Regions from separate parts of the Sus scrofa genome. Here region 2 is linked to region 1. The links are chromatin contacts, called in public Hi-C maps. All regions are on one chromosome and are shown on one strand. The core of a region is the stretch at or near the end of the contact, and the rest is flanking DNA. Distances in the headings are between cores, read along the strand shown.

Region 1 (3,520 bases), core at 761-3,260:
GTCCCAAACCTCATGTAGGACAACTCTTTAGAGTGATCATACTTTCCAACCAGAAATTGATATACATGATCTAAAAAATAAGAGGGACTTCTTCATTGTAGATTTATTGAAAGAACAAAGAGAAATCTATAAAAAACACATTAATTAGGTGAAGAACAAAAAGGATTCTTTGTAAAAAGTTAACCAGTATAGGAAATTGGAAGTTTCTCAGAATATTAAAGGTCCATGGCTCTATGGTGGCCACATCAGGTCACAATGCTCCAAAGCTATAGCAGAATGAGAGCCTTGGATCAGAGACCTTTGTGCTTATCACAGCAGTGCCAGTAATGTGATGTGACCTAGACTGAGTTATTTGATACCTGCAGACATCCTACCCTCATTCTTTAAAGAAGAAAAGAATCCTACAATAAGACTATACAGCATGGTCTGTGACCTCAGACAGACCTCAGTGGCCATCCTGGCTCTGCCGTGTTTCAAGCAGTGTGACCCTAAGCAGATGACTTAGCCACCTCTGAGCTACAGTTTCCTCATCTGTAAAACACAGATAATGGCAACATAATAGATAATTCACATAATAGATAATTCACTCTTGTGTTCAGTGAATGGTAGCTATAAGCATAAAATTAATACAATATTGTGATTAGATTCATTGAATACGAAGTTTCTTTCTAGACAATCTGTTTATCAGGACAGGAGGTAGAGGAAATAAAGAGAAAAGTTTAGAGGCTATGCCCCTGCTTTTATTTTTTTTCCTCCATTTTTCTCAAATGCCTAGAAGCATCCCTATAGGATTTCCAGATCCGGATGACTCAGCCAGTCTCCTTTCCGCCCCCCAGCAAAGGAGATTCCTAGGGAAGAGGTAGATAGGACATTTTAAGTATAATCCCTCAGTTTCATTTCCCAAATGAGTTCTGTCAGCATCCAGAATCCCCTTCTCTAATAATGACCTTCCCCAGTGAAAATTAAAGACTCATTTATCTAGAGATGGCCAAATGTAAAATTGTGCTTGTAAAATAACACCAGCTAAATCATCATCCTTCAACTTTGTGGCAAATAGGAAGCTTTTAACCTCAGAACACTTAAGAATTTGGGTTTTAAGAAGCCATAACCCACAGGTAGTACATGGATCTTTTGCAAAGAAACTTCCTGCCACGCTCTTTTGCTGTGGTTTTCTTCCTACCCTCCTAAACCTCATGAAAGTAAAAATAGCAATCAATCACCCAAAGTGGTACTTGGTCTAAAATAACTGAAAGGCGATAGAAGATGAGTGCTAGGAATGCTTAGCAGCAGACACTGGCTCTCCAGCCAAGAGATTACTCATTAATATTGGGCACAGGTTGATAGGGCGTCGTCGTTCCCAGAGCCTCTGCACTGTGTCCTGAGAGTCTGGTGTCCACTTATGTTCTTCAACAGCCACATCAACTTGAATAGACCAGCTGTCCACGTGAACCCAGGAGTTCCAGGGAGCAGAGACGGCCTGGTTTTGTGCTCCTGGGCCCAAAGATGTCCAAAACATTTTTATGATCATTTTAATCTTTTTTCCTTATACAAGAATTTTATTAAAAATTCACATGTACCCTCCCAATCCCTCTATAAAATAGTCTTTCAAGCTTGTTGGTTGAAGGATGATGCTTTTGTAGTACAAAAATAGGATGAAGCCAGGGTGAGGGTTTCCTTTGAATCCCTTTGATTCTGGCAAATATAGTAAATCCGGATGCCACGGATGTGTCATGGTGTGGCCTGTAACCCAGGAGTGCATTCAGTTCTCCTTCCACTCCTCTCTAGGCTGCTTTGATTAATTCATTAAACTTACTGATTCATTCTAAAAATATTTTTTGCCAGGTACAAGGTGTCTGAAATTGAAAGATAAGAGGTCACAGTCCTGGCCTTCCAGAAGCTTATAGTTTCCTGGGGGAGGTAAAAGAGAACTCAGTGATGACACTACAGCTGTGGGGTGACCCAAGGAGCCATGGGAGCCTCAAGAAGAGGAACCAGCTTGGAGGAAGACACAGGCTCCTGAAGGAGGTGACGCAGATGTCAAAAAGAACAGTGATTCAGAACGGAGGGGCTGGTATTGACCAAGGAGGAGAAATCCAGATTGGAGATTTAATCTAAAACTCAAGTGGTTATTTGCAAAATCCATTTACTCTCAGCAGTTTAGTCAGAGATGGAAGAGACAATTTTTGTGCCCTCTGATTCACTCCTGAGTCTGAGTGGCTGTGCTCAGGAAGAAGAGATTGCAAAGCTGTTGACCTTCTGGACTGATGCTGGTAGTGGGTTTCTACCCTATGTCATTGACCTTGGACACACCTGAGAAGTAGGTTCTCCCTGTGGGTGGCAGTGAGCAGGACAGGTGGGCTGGAGTGAGGCCAAATTGGAGGGGGGGGGTGGGGTGGATAAAGCTGGATCATTCACAGCCTCTCCAGAGGAGATCCAAAAAGGGCATCCCCCAGGGACCGTGGGTGTGGGTCAATGGAGCCCTAGTCCCAGCCCTTCCTTCATCAGCCCTGACCTTGCTTCTCCTCGGTTCACCCAGCCGCTTAGGAAGCCAACACTCTGAGGCAGAGACATATTCAGGCCACTGACAGGGGGCCCCAGTCCCCCTCCTGAAAGAACCAGGCACAAGGACCTGCCTTATCATCACTGCTAACAATTACACCACCAAGAAGCACAAAGCCTGGCTTTTTGTCGTGTGATGCGCTCAACCCACAGTTATGTGCAGAATCTCACATTACCCACCTCACTGGGTTGTTGCAAGGATTAAGTGAAAGCGCCTTCTCCATAAACTGCACAGCACCATATAAACACAGATTATTCGTGTTATTTTATTATCATCAATCCGCACAGAAAATCCCAAGAGGCCGGGAGGCAGGCATTATTAACTCGCATTTTCAAGTTGAAGGAACACAGAGGACAGGGAAGAAACTGCAGTCTACGGACTCAGAAAAGCTCTGGATGGTTATTGTTCTGAAAGAAAGGAAATAAAACAGTAGATTTTACAAACTCTCTTCTCATCCAACAATTTCAAGTTTAAATAATACGGTTTGATTTCATTTTACTTATTTCTAAGTCTCTATGGGTTTCTCAGGGAGAATAGTCTGACAGAAGTGTTTTTCCTTCACTCTTCATTTTATAAACAGTAAATTTGGTTGGTTTATCACCGAGAACAAAGAACTAAATCCTAACTGCAGGGTGTTTATTTTTCCAGTGAGGATCATCTTCAAGAAAAAATAGGGTAAGTGTTCAGGAGGGGCCAGGTGGGCAGGTGTGGCGACTTCTGAGAGCAAAAGGTTGGCTCACCTTTCCCTGGGGGGCAGGGCAGTGTCTGAACCCCAGGGCAGCTTTGTTCCTGCCTGTGCTCAAGTGGCTCTGCTCGAACCCGCCATCGATCCCGTCTGTGAAGTGTCTTTGTCATTTGCAGCTCTAAGTGCTGCAGTGGCTGCTGGTTGATGGAGTGGGGCTGGTGTGTTTGGGCGGCCCGGAGTGCTACCAGGGCTAGAATTCCCCAATGGAGGGGGCC
Region 2 (3,520 bases), core at 504-3,003, 160 kb before region 1:
AGAAGAGCTACATTTTTACACGATGAAGGGAGAGAATGTGAAAGAAAAGAAAACCGACTTCTCTGATTTTATTCTGTGAATTTTACTCATTTTGTGAAGGGAAATGTGTTTTACCTTTAGAGCAAGCCCTCCGATTTTTTGACTGCTCATGGTGGGCCTTGCAGTTATTCCCGTGACCTGATAATACTTGGCTTCTGAGATTTTTCCCTTCAGCAGACTCCGTGAACTTTATTTCAAGATCAGCCTGTCTGTTTCACAGGACCAAGCTCCTTCCAGACCATCGTATGGGAAATGTCAGCCCCTGTCAACATCCCTAACGTTTAAATTCCTGGGATACCAGAGATATTCAGAGGGAACTGCATGCACACATTACTCTCCCAAATACTCTCGGGAAGAGGCGAGGTGAGGTCTTCTCAACGCTTTTGTAATAGAGACATAGGCCAATAACTAGATTCTATAGATCAGGAATCATGTCCTTGCTGAAGAGTTGAGCAGACCTGTATAACACAGAAAGAGGTATAAGGCTGATCATCTATTTGATAATTTTTTATTGATAGTTTGGATCATTCATCCAAAACCGATAGCCTTCCGCTGACTATTTTCTATCCAAAAGCTTGAGAAAGACATTCCTGTGGTGGAAGATGGCATTCTGGGCTTCTTCATCAAAAGGACCTCAGATTTATTCCCGTGACAAAGGCCACCTTCGCCCAAGCGAGGCTGTCTGGAGATGGCCTAAGTGTGACATTCTCCGAAGAGACATCTCTGCGGAAGCCTGTCCTTCTGCCGGGCTGATGGGGCTGCCAGCCTACGAGCTTGACCTCTGTGGCAAATGAGCCTCCTGGTCATTCCATGTGAACGTGTGAACTTGTCCTGTGATCTTGCTTGCCTGAGCGCCTCACAGCTGACTCATAAGAAATTTTCGAGGTTGTTTGCTCTGTCCCAGAGAATCATTCGCCATGCTGGCCAGCATGCAGGGGCCAATGCTTTGATCTGCTTTGCAGGACTTACTGTCATTTGCAGAGTGCTAAAATTAAGCTTGGCAGCAGCCCACGGAGGCAGAAGGCTCTGTCCTGCTGACCAAGGGGCAGCCTGGAGTCACACAGACAGGCGGAGACAGGTGAAGCAGACGCTGGGAAAAGATGCCATCGCAGAACAGATAGGAAGGGTAGGTGGGGTGAACTTGCAAAGGGTTCAGAGGGGCTGGGGCTGAGCTGAGTGGGCAATATTAGGAAAAGGCTCGGAGGGGAGGGAGCTGTTTTCCCAGGAGACCGAGATCTGAAGAGACTGCTGAAGAGAGACTGTATTTGTCACAGCGAGAATAATCAGTATGTTGGCATTTGGACTCCAGTGACAGGGATGAAAATGAGATTCTGTGAAAGATGTATCAGAGTCAACAGGCAGGGGCTGGGCTCTGGCAGGAAGGATGAAACAACCAAATGGAGACACTTGGCGGTGGAAAGTGAGGTTGCCATAACTGTCTCGAACCCAGTGTGCACGGGGGTGGAGGCGCAGGGTGCTCATCGGAAAGTGGGGTGAGCTCTGAGCAGCCCGTGAGGCCTCCTGGTGAGAAGGCTGGTAGAGGAGGGGGGACCGTTGGATGACAGTGACTTTGGGATTGGTAGGGCCATTGCCCCTCTACCTCCCCCTGCCCTGCCACATGGGGCTCGCTCTTGCTCTCATGCTTGAGACGGTCTCAGACGGCCTCTTTATTCTGCACAGCTATTGCCTGTGACCCCGATGAACCACGGGTGAGAAGGCTGGGACTTGGAGACATACTTCAGCAGAGCCCTATTAACTAAAAATAGAGTGTGAGCCGCGGTTTACCTGAGGCCAGCCTGCATGTGACTTCTGGATCCCTATTTATCAACAGGCTGTGACTGCGCGTCTGGAACAAGCCAGATCTGTTCTTATTTACCTGTCAGCCGGGAGAATGCCCATCTCACAGAGGGCCATTGCTAGGTGCTGAACCATGGTAACACCAATAATTATCACATCCTTAAGGCAGGTATGCAGACGAACTCCCAAAGCATTATCTCATTGCCCACGCAAGGCTCTAACGGGTCGGAAGTGGGCAGGAACACGTGCCTTTATCCTTGGGAGGGGTGAAGACACAGGTTTAATGAATCGCCCAGGATCCAGCAAGAATGACAGCTGGCCCCTGTCTCACCCATCACAAAACTGGATTTTCTCAGCCCTGATCTTATTTTCTCTATGAATAATGTGCATTGAAACTTGTATCCTGAGACCCTCTGCTCAATCTAATCTCCGGGACCTTCTAACAGGCACTAAGTGGGAACTGAGCCTCTTTGGGGGCAGAAAGATCCCTTCATAGAAGAAAATAAATCCTTAATGGGAAACACAGCCTGAGGCTGCTGCGGGTCTGGGGAAGACAAGGTCTCTGGGGGGATGCTCGAATTAGTACACACACACACACACACACACACACACACACACACACACAGGCGCTTGCCTTTCTCCAAAACTATTTAGAAGTTTATACAGATCTGTGAGAGCCGGCGGTCACATGGAGAGCCCCGGGTTCTGATTCATGAGCTACCCTTACAATCATCTGAGAGTCAATTAAAAAAACCTTGCCATAGGATAGAGCCCACCAGTGAAACAAGGAGAGAACAATGGACAGCCTGTCCCCAGACCGACCTGTGACTGTGGAATTGGAGAGAGAAAAGATGGCCGAGTGTCAGTACTTTAAAGAACAAACGATGCTTTTTAGGCCACAGGGCCTGGGGCAGAGCTAACGGTTTATGGAAAGGCCCGTCTGCCCGTGACGGGGGTTGTCAAGGTTGGGTGCAGTTTAGCCGTGACACGGACTGGATGCCGTGGCCATTTTGGAGCATCAACTCTGCACGTATTCAGGCAAGATCATTATCCCCAAACCTCTTTAGGCCAGAGTCCTGCCCGATTCCGAAGGAAGGCAGTCATTTTATTATTTTAAATGAGTTGAGGCCTCTCTCTTCAAACAGCTTCCTTTCACCTGTCCCAGCTCCTGCCCCAGCCACGATTCTGTGCGAACGAGGGGTAGAAAGTGATCACAGCTTGACTCAGCTCAGAAAGCCTGTCATGATGTGCAGAGGCAACACCACTTCTTTAAGGTGACAAAGGATCATTTTTCTAGGAAAGTAGATCCTCAGTAAGAACTCCTCTTCTGGTGCAGCTTGTATTTCTAGTACCCGTTTTCTCTCTGGGGAGAAGATCTCTTATTGATTATCATAAAAACAGCCGGGACTTACCATAGATTTTGCATACATTAAATTTAATTTACAGAGATACATCTTAAAACTCTTTATTAGTTTTTGCCTTTGGGGGGGCAGTTCCCTCCCCCTTTTTTTCTTTTTAGGGCCACACCTGCAGTGTATGGAAATGCCCAGGCTAGGGGTGGAATCGGAGCTGCAGCTGCAGGCCTACGCCACAGCCACAGCGACGCCAGATCTGAACCACATCTGTGACCCATGCTGCAGCTTGTGGCAAGGCCTGATCTTTAGCCCACTGAGCAAGGCCAGGG

The links. A called contact is a pair of places that touch in the nucleus more often than the background predicts.
Region 2: a Hi-C map of heart right ventricle shows a contact between it and region 1, with 5 times the contacts expected there. The contact joins two enhancer-like sites. A contact is called at or near these places in 2 of 47 Hi-C or Micro-C datasets (fetal heart ventricle and heart right ventricle) and 1 of 2 datasets of contacts at active chromatin or transcription factors (alveolar macrophages).

Annotation. Positions count from the first base shown.
Region 1 is chr10:56,605,556-56,609,075 of Sscrofa11.1, reverse strand. No RefSeq gene overlaps it. Among named protein-coding and RNA genes, the nearest start is that of NRP1, 180 kb to the right of the region's middle. Within about 2 kb of position 2,010, at least 3 of the 83 cell types and tissues checked have an H3K27ac peak or open chromatin away from gene starts, as enhancers often do.
Region 2 is chr10:56,768,429-56,771,948 of Sscrofa11.1, reverse strand. LOC110255705 (a long non-coding RNA gene) reads right to left here. Exons shown (of 2, transcript XR_002336405.1): 2 at 532-3,199. Among named protein-coding and RNA genes, the nearest start is that of NRP1, 340 kb to the right of the region's middle. Within about 2 kb of position 1,753, at least 8 of the 83 cell types and tissues checked have an H3K27ac peak or open chromatin away from gene starts, as enhancers often do.